2 separate regions of the Triticum aestivum genome follow, and region 2 is linked to region 1. A link is a contact called in public HiCAR-type data. All regions are on one chromosome and are shown on one strand. The core of a region is the stretch at or near the end of the contact, and the rest is flanking DNA. Distances in the headings are between cores, read along the strand shown. Region 1 holds the start of LOC123071917. Region 2 holds the start of LOC123071920 (protein NRT1/ PTR FAMILY 2.12).

The links. HiCAR-type assays count read pairs that join an accessible place to other places.
Region 2: a HiCAR-type map of leaf shows a contact between it and region 1, with 9 times the contacts expected there. The contact joins the promoter of LOC123071920 here to the promoter of LOC123071917 in region 1. A contact is called at or near these places in 1 of 5 Hi-C or Micro-C datasets (leaf) and 1 of 1 datasets of contacts at active chromatin or transcription factors (leaf).

The regions. Positions count from the first base shown.
Region 1 is chr3B:709,691,912-709,697,730 of IWGSC CS RefSeq v2.1, reverse strand. It overlaps LOC123071917, which reads left to right and starts at 2,616. Exons shown (of 2, transcript XM_044495498.1): 1 at 2,616-3,199; 2 at 3,313-3,667. The coding sequence starts at 2,723. The coding sequence ends at 3,363.
Region 2 is chr3B:710,454,336-710,460,154 of IWGSC CS RefSeq v2.1, reverse strand. It overlaps LOC123071920 (protein NRT1/ PTR FAMILY 2.12), which reads right to left and starts at 3,020. Exons shown (of 4, transcript XM_044495499.1): 1 at 2,716-3,020; 2 at 1,437-1,654; 3 at 452-1,032. The coding sequence starts at 2,836. LOC123071921 (glycine-rich RNA-binding protein 4, mitochondrial) reads left to right here. Exons shown (of 5, transcript XM_044495500.1): 5 at 1,388-1,659. The coding sequence ends at 1,408.

The sequences.
Region 1 (5,819 bases), core at 1,367-3,866:
AGGGGAGTCCTAAGGAGTCAGCAGCACATGTCAACACGTCGTGCAATTTGTTTTCGTCCTCATCTTTTTGCAACATAGATGATGTTGCAGGAGGACTTTTGCAACATGGATCATGTTGCAGAGTTATTTTTACATGAAGGATGATGTAACATGGCCCTTGTTGCAATTGCAACAAGGCCCTTATTGTAAAATCCAGTGCACAACAAGCACACCCATCCTTGCAGCTCTGCACCGGTGCCCTGGTCTTGTAGCGGCAGGTAGTTGCAGCGTTATGCGCAAGGTCGTCTCCAGATCTTACACCATGGTAGAGGAGGAGATCTGAGGTTGAAGCGCCATGGCTGGACCTTGGGCCATGCAGGATTTGGGAAAAAGATTGGGGGAGGACGTGCTTGGGCATCATGGGTGAGAGAGAGAAAAGAAAGAGGGGTTCAAACAAGGGCGAAGATGCTAGATCCATCCAGATATTTCACGAAGGATAGGAGGGGGAAAGTGATGAAGGGCCCATGATATGTGTTACACTTCCAAGACGGCGGATGGGCGAGATCTACCAAGGTTCCGACCCGCAATGGAGGTAAAACCCTACTTCTCGCCCGATTGTATTGACTAATGGGGTGTACAAAGTACATGGATGATCTCGATGATCTAGCAAGTGTATCGAAGGGTGAAAGTATGATGATGTATCATGCCTGTCGACTAGACCAGCCTCACATTATATGGGGTAAAGAGGCCTAAGGTTACACATAATCTAGTCGGCTACGACGGTTGAGAGTCCTCCGTGATCTCTAGTTCGGCTTGCCATGGACATCAAGTCAATCCTTCCTTCTTAGGGAGGCCCCAAACAAAGTAGCAGACCCAGTGGTGGAGCTACACCCCAGGCTTGAGGGGCCTGGGCCCAGGTCATGGCACAAAAAGTCTTTGTTCAGTGTAGCATTTTTTGCACTGTTTTGTACTATAGATTACTGTAGCTGTGAAGCAGGCCCGGGGCCTAGGGCTAGCCTGGCTCCGCCCTTGAGCAGACCCAAGCCATACTACGCTATGGGAGGCCTCTACTCGTCATGGTGGGCCAACTTATGGTGGCCTGAGGTACCCCCAATACATAACACCATCATCATCGATAGGGAGGAGAATTGAACTTCCGCCATCCTCATTTGAATGTAAACAACCAGGCACACTGATTTATCGATGACAATTGAACAATAACTCCAAGAAAATACTCATGTCTCCAGATGACCATTGTAGAATGGAAAATCTAACATTTCATTGTATGTACGTTATCGTCACAAAGAAAGAGGAAGAATAAACCAACAAGAGGTAGGGGCTCACAAAGTGATAAAAACGTCAAATCGTATCAACTCGGCGTGATTGCTTGACCGAGACACCATCACCGTTCTTTGCACGAAAAGGGGTGTCTATGGAAAACCAAAGAAGGAAGATGAGCGAGAAGGTACGTCGGCAAGTTGTACAACAAAGAGAAGCAGGGAGATGAAGAAGGTGGGAGGCAGAGTTGGCGGTGGCATGAGCAGGTGGAACTAGCCAACTAGGGAAAGATGAGGGGAGGGGGGAGGGAATTTGAAAGACCAAGCGAGTGAGACAAATAAAGGAGGAGCTAAGTAGTGGTAGAGGAAGACCAACAAAGACAGAGGAAAAGTATCGTTAAAAAGACAAAAAAAATCTGTATGAGAGAGTAGCATGTAAATGAGGGTAGATGTAAACTCGTAGTCTAATTTGTTTGGCTTACGTTTTTTCTTGTGAAAGAAAAATTCTCTGCCTTCAATAAAAATATGATATGTAAAAACGTTCTTTCGAAAAGAAAAAGACAAAGGAAAAGTTGTATAATCCTGTTTAGTGTGCATGCTGATGAATCACGACAAATTCGCCGCACATATAAATGTGTTTTTGTCAGCCACATGTCGACGACAGAGTGTCGGAGAATCGAACTTGCATACGTTACATTTTCCATCTTACATCGGTAACGGACTTTTTCTTAAGAGTAATGTGCATCACAACTTTATAGAAGGGATGTCAATTATTTTTGAAAGCTGTGTTTGATCAACAATGTTGGAAACAGTTTATTTCGGATTTATTTTTTGGCTTTAGTACGTGAAAAAATGACTAATCATTGGCCGAAACAAAAGATGCCGATCGAGGTCCCGATTGGCACGCAACGCAAGCATTGCACGTGACCATCACATCACACTTCCGCTCCTCGCGGAATTTCCGGAACGCTCCCTGTGCCACGACGGAGTTCCCTGTAGATTCCTGCAACATACTGTATCCTCCGCATGGGCAAACCGTGACCGGATCCTCCGCACGGCATCGATCAGACCAGCTGAAACACGATAGGCAGCAGTAGTGGCGCCGAGAACGACTCAAAAGCAGTTTGCTGGGCAGCGAGATGGCGGAAGGAATTAACGGCCTGCGCCCGCGAAACACGCACCCCAAATCGCGAGTCCACCAGCTGATGCGACACGCTGTTATCGCGCGGCTTAATTGAAAGCGGGGAGGGGCGGCCAATTTGGCCTAATAAATTAAAACGCTGGCAGGTAGGCCCGGCCGGACGGGCCGCGTCCATCCCCGTAGATTATTTCATTCGGCCTCCCCCTCCCCTCGGCTGTTCGGTTACCTCAATTATTGCTAAGCGTCTCCCCATCCGCCCCTCATCTCCTCCCCATCCGCCCCCATCTCCCTTCCTCCACCCCTCCACGGCGGCTCTCCATTGGTAATGGCGATGGCGGCGTCGTGGTGGGCGCTGCTGGCGGCGGCGGCGGTTGTGGCGGCGGCGGGGTGCGGCGAGGCGGCGCCCACGGCGGCGGCGGAGGCGGCGCACGACGTGCTGCAGACCCACGGCCTCCCGCGCGGGCTGCTCCCTGCGGGGATCGCGGCGTTCTCGCACGACCCGGCCACCGGCCGGTTCGAGGCGGTCCTGGAGTCCCCCTGCACGTCGCGCACCGAGGTCGGCCTGCGGTACAACATCACCGTGGCGGGGCAGATCAGCTATGGCCGGATCGCCGAGCTCTCCGGGGTGGACGCTCAGGACCTATTTCTCTGGTTCGCCGTGCGCAGCATCCGCGTGGACGTGCCCTCCTCCGGCGTCATCTACTTCGATGTGGGCGTGGTCTACAAGCACTTCCCGCTGTCGTTCTTCGAGGCGCCGCCGCCGTGCGTGCCCACCCCGCTCATCCTCCTGCAACCACATCAGGTAGCACCATCGCATCATCCATGATATCCCCTCCCCATCGATACTCCCGTTTGTAGTAGTACAGTTGCAACCTCCTAACAACCTTCTTGAATTGGTCTTCTCTGTCGCCGCAGATTAGGGGCGACGGATCGGTGGTGGAAGACGGCGCCGCGTTGCAACAATGATGGGACGGATTCCATGATTTCATCGTGGAGACGCAAACCAGAAATCGCAGTTTTGAGAGGTGATCGGCCGGCCGGCGGGCGGACGGCCGGCTAGTGTGCAGATAGATAGACGTGGTCATTCATTGTGTTTGCTACTCGTCACCTCATCACTCTGTTCCTGTCGTCGTTCTTGTCCTCTGCGGCCAAAGTCAATCGGCGGCCGGCGGGAGCTGCCTGCGTGTACTCCTCCGGCGTCCGGCCGACTGTCATATTTTTCACGGTAATGGATGATGTGTAGTGTATATGTTAAAAGTTTTTTGTGTGATCCTGATCTTCGTTGGGTTCTACATATTATTCCTCGAATCTAGGGTGATACAGCGTCAGTGTCTTTTCTCCTCACTCCCTCACTCTGTCAAATCCAACCGAACTGAATAGTCCCTTTGCCAGGAACGTGTCGTGATTCCCTGTACTAGCGCCTCTATCGCCTGACCACTGGCATCCAGTGTGATGGATTCGCCGCAGCATCTCGTTCCCATTCACCATGATGTGAAAGGGATCAGTCACGAAGCAGTGTAGTCAATCTAGCTCGGTTCGTTTTCTTTTTCTTTTATGGGACGGTGTTGTTGTTGACTTGTGCAATTCTAACATCCCGATTACTATGAAGAAATACTAGTACTAGCAAATTTATCCACCTTGGAGTGCTAGTATCTTAATGACCCGTCGTTGCGTGTGACGTGAAACCGGCAATCAATCAGCACACTCGTCCGTTCCTCCTCCCTCGGAGATCGCGGTGGTCGTACTAACTGCCACGGTTAACTACTACTCGAGCCAAAAGCGCTCCGGCCAGCACACAGTCAATGCAGTACGCAATCGCAAAGGAGGCACTGGCACCTGGGCCATAGTCGACACTCAGCACACCGGGCCCCGTGTCAGTGAGCGCGTGCGTACGCTCCCACGCGGCAGTGCTCCGGGTTGGAAACCGGAACGGGGCAACGGCGAGGGAAGTGATGATGATGGGATAAGCTGGAATACGGAGGGGGCGACGGGCGAAGCAGGGGCATGTGCGATGGGTGGCAATGATGGGAAATGGACAAGTGTGTCCACAGCGGCGCGGCCAGCTGCCGCGGCCGGGCTGGTGCAGTGGGTGGGACGCCGGGGGTATATAAATCCGGCAAAGACGGGGCACCTGGGGTGTCAGCCAGCGCCGGGCGCCCCCGTCGTTTTCTCCTGCGCCGTCAGCCGCTGCCGGCCGGCCGGCGACGTGGCCTTCGTTTTTGGGTTTGTTGGCAGCCGATAAGATAGCGAATTGGTTGGTCGGGATAGGGTTGATGCAGGAGTTGAGAGCGAGTCCTCCGGCCGGCGCGGTCAGCTTGCATGTTACGGGTGTCCTGTTGTGGTGATATCGAGGAAAAACAGATTCTTGGATTTGAAACATTCAGCTCACATATTAAGTTATCTTATCATCCACAACCAGATCAACCATACACATTTACATCCTGGTGGCTTGAGGCACGCAAGGTTATCCCTACAAGGCAAAAGAGAGGCTTAGACTCTTTGATCTTGTGGCTTGGTCCATATGGAAACAAAGGAATGCTCGAGTGTTCGGGCGCACGGACCAGCAGAGGAGCATACAACAATTGACTTCACAGATCATGGAGGAGATACGAGATTGGCACACCGTGGGAGTCGGACGTTTACAGTATTTTGTGAGAGAGTAATCTACATGTGTTGTTTTGGTGTTGGTGTAGCTAATGGGATGTTCGCATCCATGTTTAGCATCTTGTAAATATTTATTCTCTTTTATAAAAATATGGTACGTCATTGGCGTACTTTCGAAAAAAAAGTTATCTTATCATGATACTTACACACATTGGATCAATTCAAGGGTTCAATTGAGCCTCTGGGGCGGTTCATGGGACATGTGCATGAAGTCTTTCTGGCGGTCATCAACAAGGTTAGAGCATCTACTTGCAGACTCCTTATTTTGACTGGGCAGACGATCTGGCCAGTGACCGGTCAGTTTTTTTCCGACGCAATCGACCTCCTCAAACACCCCATATACGTCTAGGTTAACCGGCACTCCTTGTATCTGAGTAAAATGCACAGAACCACTGCTTTCACGTCACGTCTCTTACAAAACCACAACTTTAGAAAACGCAACACTTTACACCGCAACGAAATTTTGATGGTGGCAAAAAATACTGAACTGAAAAATGAGCCCGTTTTGATGTGGCCAATCACGCGTTGGCCGACAGCGGTGACGGCGCCGCGCTAACGACCGTATGGGACCACGCCAGTCGGGCCGTTCCCTAAAGGGAAACAGTGTCGTTCTCATCCTCTCCTCTGGCTCCCCTCCGCCTCACCCTCCTCTGCCTCACTCCCCTCTGCCTCGTTCAGTTGTGGTGATGTCGATGAAAAACAAATTCGTGGATTTGAAACATTCAGCTCATATATTAAGTTGTCTTATCATGATACTT
Region 2 (5,819 bases), core at 1,771-4,270, 760 kb before region 1:
TTCTAGGCATTTCAAATGGACTCAACATACAGATGTATGTAGACATATTTTAAAATGTAGATTCACTCATTTTGCGCCGTATGTAGTCACTTGTTGAAATCTCTAAAAAGACAAGTATTTAGGAACGGAGGGAGTAGCACATAGTTGTTTGAAATGATTAGTATTTGTTTGATCTGCCTAGCATGTTCTTTATCTTTTTATTTCACTTTGTCGAGGAGTGCAGGACGTTTTGCTCACTTTACTTGCAGAAAAATGGCTTACATTTACCAACACATGAAATTCTGCTTGTTTTAGCAAGTTACATGGATGTTAAGCCTATAGAACACTTTTGCAAGCTAATTGGAATAGTTTTCTTGGAAAAAAACATGATACTTTTGGGAATGGGACACTATCAAATCATATTTTTTGTCTGTGTTGTGACACTTCCATCGTGGCTAGTTCTTTATTTTACCTGAACTGGGAAGTAAGTGGCAATCTGAAAATACGGTGGCCACCTATTGGAGGACTGAAGAGCAGCAACTCTTGTTGATTTATATTGTCAGGATGCGGAAGCTTGAGTCTTCTCTTTTTAAATGATGCCACTAAAACTTGGGCAATTCCAGTGAAGATGCTTCCTTCTGGTGGTACATGGACATAAAGTCTAGTGCCCATGAATAAAATGATGATTGACATAAGCATGAAGAATGTGGGAATGCCAAATCCTATTGGCCAGCTGATGCTATTCTGGATGTAGATGAGAATAGTCATGGAGAACACCAGGGCAGCAGTAGTTGTGCCATAATACCAGTTATAATAGCTATTCAGTCCCTTTCGGCTTTTTTCATCAGTCATATCGAATTGGTCTACTCCAAAGGGCAAGCTGCATGGTCGGATTGCTCCACCGCCGATGGTTAGAAACGCTAGAGATATGTATAGCACGCTCAGCTGGAGTGTTGATGGACTGTTGCAGTGACCACCCAATTGGGCTGTCTGACTGCAGCCTGGTGGTTTGAGAGCTGGAACTGATGCAGACAAAGTCAATCCCAGCATCCCCTGTTTTCACAGCAAATAAATATGCAGATTAGACTGTGAGCAATGCAAAACCTATTAGTTGCTGACATATGCAAAAATCTTGTAGTATAGTTCACATTTTTATAGTGCATGATAGTAAATCCTTAGAACAGCTAACCCAGTAAATAAATGCCATTTGCTGAGACATCAAGTTTTGTTGCGATAATAAGCAGATAAAATGTTAGCCATTGCCTGTGGTTCGTTGCACATGCTATTTCTCATATTAAGCAATCAATAATGCTGTTTTTCTAAAAGCATAATGCTGTCTATTTCGTTCATTCGTTAGACTTATTTTTTCAATGACGACTTATCTCACATTTCCTTTTGCCAATACAAGCAGGCGAAACAAGACGACTAAAAGAACTTTGACCGTGGCACGGACATACCAGGAGGCTAAAGAAGGATCCGTAGGCCAGGGTTCTGAACCTTCCCAAGTAGGCGTCGGAGATGAAGGCGCCTAGTAACGGCGCAAAGTTGAGCGTACCGTAGAAAATGTTGGTGATGTTTGCTGCCGCGAGCTTCCCAATGTTGTAGCGGTTGACAAGATAGACCGTGAGATTTGCTGCCACCCCAACTGACCCCACCTTCTCAAATGTCTCGGTTGCTGCATAGAATGGAAGTGTCTGTCGGACGCGGCTAATCTGCACCCGAGCTCATATGCTCCCGCATGAACAGTAAAATCGAAAAAAATTCAAAAAATTCCAAATTTCTTTTGAGAGAAACATTGACAAAAGTTTTAAGTGCCTGCAAAAATTCGTCATGAAATCAAATTCCTAGAAGGCGTGGCAAAAAAAACAAAAATAGTACTCTAAAAAAGCTACTTTCAAACGCATTTTGAAGCACTGAATTTGTTTTTTTTGCCACGCCTTACAGGAATGTGATTTCATGATGAATTTTTGCAGGCACTTAGAACTTTTGTCAATGTTTCTCTCAAAAAAATTGGAATTTTTTGAATTTTTTTCGATTTTTTTTCGATTTTACTGTTCATGCGGGTGCATATGAGCTCGGGTGCAGAATGGACTTTTCGAGTGTCCGTCACATTTCTTTCCTAGTACGGTGACTAAATAGTTTGTGCGGTGTTCTGGAAATTACAAAATGACTCTGCTTTATTACAGTAGAAGTTCACAATTCTGTCGTTGTGGTCCATAACTTTGTGCGAATAAAAAAGATCCTAAAATATAAATCAAACGAATCAGCTAATCATAAGACCGTGGTACACATCTGTCTACTGCATTGAATGTGTGATAATTGTGGTAGCAACCTCGCAATCTTTAAGCTCGTAAATGTTTGAGATTTGCCAATCTGTCCCTAAATGCCATGGAAACATATGACCAACCATTCAACGCGGCACGGGCGAATCTAATCCTTGATCTTCCCTATATGAGTCAAACAGCTACTAGAATTAATTGTTGGACTCATTTTTCCTTTGCCGGGAAAGCCAGAATTAGCTTTTTGTTTTCGTTTTTGTGGAAATTGTTCATGGCCATCATGATGAGCTTGCTAGCTCGGCCGTCTGGAGGTAGGGATGAGCTCCTGGACTGTACGACGGGGCGAGGTAGAGGTCTTAAGCCAGTGGAAGAAACCAAAGCAGACTGAGAGATGGAGAGATCCACACGGGAATGGAGTAGAAGTGAACTTGTGAAGCATACACATACTCCTACATACCTATGATGAAGGGCATGCACCTCCACCCCAGCGGCTTCCTGCCGCCCCGCCTTGCGCCAGTGCCGCCGGTGCCCTCCTCCAGCAGCGCCTCGCCTCCACCCATCTCCACCTCCGCAGCCATGTCTCTGTCCCAAGCCTCGGCTCTCAAGCGAAAAACGGCCCGCGGGACACAGGGGCAAGCGACGTGGTATCTCGGAATTTAAGGATGGCTGCCTGCGCCTACGTAATCCCGCCAGGAAGCAAGCACAGAGCGCTTCGGCTTTTTAGGCGTTGTCAATCTCGTCATTCGTTTCGGTGCCGTCGCTCGCGTCGCTAGGATATGTCCATGGATATGCAGCATATCATGTCAAAAATAAATAAATAAAATATATCCTCATGCGGCGCGCATGAGTAGGTGGAGGAGGAGGCCACCACGCATCCTCGTAATAACGTGTCGCCTCGCGATCGAAACCGCATCATCCGTTGGAGTATCTCGCTTTCAATTGCGTGGAGTGATTTCAGTGTCAGTGCGTGGGCTGGTAACCGTCGGCTTCCTCACTCCCTCGGCGGCACTTGATGGCAGCGTATACGGGGACGGTGGAGTTCTGGTTTTCTTCTTGCGTGGAGTGATTTCAGTGTCACTGTGTGGGCTGGTAACCGTCCCTCGGCGGCACTTGATGGCAGCGGATACGGGACCGACGCTCGGTGCAGCTCTTGGTTTTTTTCTTCTTCTTCTTCGGTGGACTGCGTCAACGGCGACGTACTACGTGCTGAGTGAGCGGAGTACAGCTGGCTGGTACGTATGGCCACGGCCCATGCTTGTGATCGATCGAGCCGAAATGTTGGACGTCAGGTACCTCATCCTGGGGATGCACATGCATCACAGTACCTCGGTCTATCATATGACCGAGTCGACGACCCATCTTTTCCTTCCCGAGCTATCAAGGGCTCTTGTCGTGGCTCATGTGGACCTGTGTCCTGTGCCTGGACTGTTTTCGATCTTAGGGGCGTTGGATCCGGTTTCCTGCTCCATCGCATGCGCGCGTCCATGGATAATCGGATATGTAGGATTTCTATTTTGAAATCAAGCAATTTGACCGCTCACACCAGCCCGGCTGTGCGGCGACATATCTTATCTTGCGGCTATTGTTGTAGGTCTCCAGTAGTCAGCAATTCGAAGGATAGTAGTCCATATCATGTTTTAAAGTTCTTTGTATTAATTTTTAGGGAGTATCTAGAACTCATTTAGGTGAGATATAATTTGGTCTCATTCATTTTGAAAATAAGAACAGATACAACCCATGTCAGCACACACACATCTTATAGCACCATATCCAATTACTATAAAAGGTGAATGAGACCAAATTATATCTCATCTAGATGAGTTCTAGCAAAACTGAATTTTTATGTGGAGAATAAACTCTAGCACTAATTTAAAAGGAATAGTTGTAACCATTTTTACCTTTTGAGCGTAGTAGACCCAGTATGGGATCCAGCTTATTGAGTCAGGGTGGGCCAATAGTGAAACTGTAAGAATTTGCTTTTACAACTATTTTTTTAATTTCTTTTGCTATGATATAAAGCAATTGGAAAAATCCTAGGCCCTCTGTCCACCCTCTGGCTCCGCCACTACGTACAATGGTTGTAATCATGTGCAATGGCTATATCTCGCCTATTGCGAGTAATGAGGACTGCTCACATGCAATCAGTTTCCACGTGGGTTGACCTTGTAAGACTTTTTTTTGTTTTCTTCCTAGGTTTTGGGTGATTTTTCAAAGGATCCCTGTTCTAGTGCGTTTGTGTTTTTTCATTCTATTCCAATGTTTTTCTTGTTTTTTCTTCACTACTCTTTATTTTTACTTTTTATTTAATTATCCATTTCCTCTGTTTCCTTTTGGGGGAAACGTAAATATTTATTTTACACATACACAATCGTTTTTAAGATGGATGATTTTTTTATTTTCTAAAAAATTAAAAAATATATATTACATAATTTTTCAATTATATGAAGACTTTTTGAAATGCATGAACCTTTTCATTAACTACATGAACCTTTAAAAAAATATGGAACAATTTTATAATTAAATGTTTATAAAAATAGATGGGCACTTCTTAAATTTGTACTAACATTTAAAAAATTTGTGGGCACATTTATAAAATTGCACATTTATTAATAAAATTGGACACTTATTCAATTACACACATTTTTTTTAAAATTACAGAAGATTTTTAACATACATGTGAACATTGTTTTTGAAACATGTGATCACAATTTACATTTTACTTTTGTTTTCCAAAATTAATGAAGTAAACATATTTCTTGATATATATTTTCTTATGAACGATTTTTTAAAAATAAAGAAGGAAATTACCTATTCGTTTTTTTTTGGAATTGTTTGGATTGCTTACCACATGTCTCACGTGGTAGGAAATTACCTATGCTAATAGACCATACTTATTGCAACAGCTATGGGCATCATCTGCTTCATGTTTTGCAGCGAGCGAGATATAGACAGACGCGCCCGTAAGCATGTGCAGACTGTCCTGACGGCCGAAGTATATGGGCCCAGCAGCTATCATGTCAATAGACCAGTACTAGGCCTCAGCCAGTGGACCGAATGCTGGTCCAAGCATTGACATTTTCTCTGATTTAACTTTTTTGCTTTCTCAAAATAACCCGGGATTTCAAAAAAAAAAATCACCAAAAAAATTGTTCATGATTAAAGAAAATCAATTTCAGGAAATGATAAATGCTCACATATCAAAAGAAAGTTCAACAAATTCAAAGAATGTCCATGATTTCAAAAGAATGAACATTTTTTTTATTTTGACGAGAATTTTCTAATAATGACGAACATTGTTTTGTATTTGATGAAACAAATTTTGAATTTGGCGAATTTGGCGAACATTTTTTGAACTTGATGAACAAAAGCTGTATTAAAGAAAAAAACTGAAAATTGGATGAATAAAATTTTGATGAACATTTTTAAAATATGATGAACAAAAATTTAATTGATGAATATTTATTTTTTGAATTTTTGAACATATCTTTTTTCCATTGATGAACATTTTTTGAATTCAATGAACTAAAAAGTGTTCTCGAATTTAAAAATAAAATTCATAAA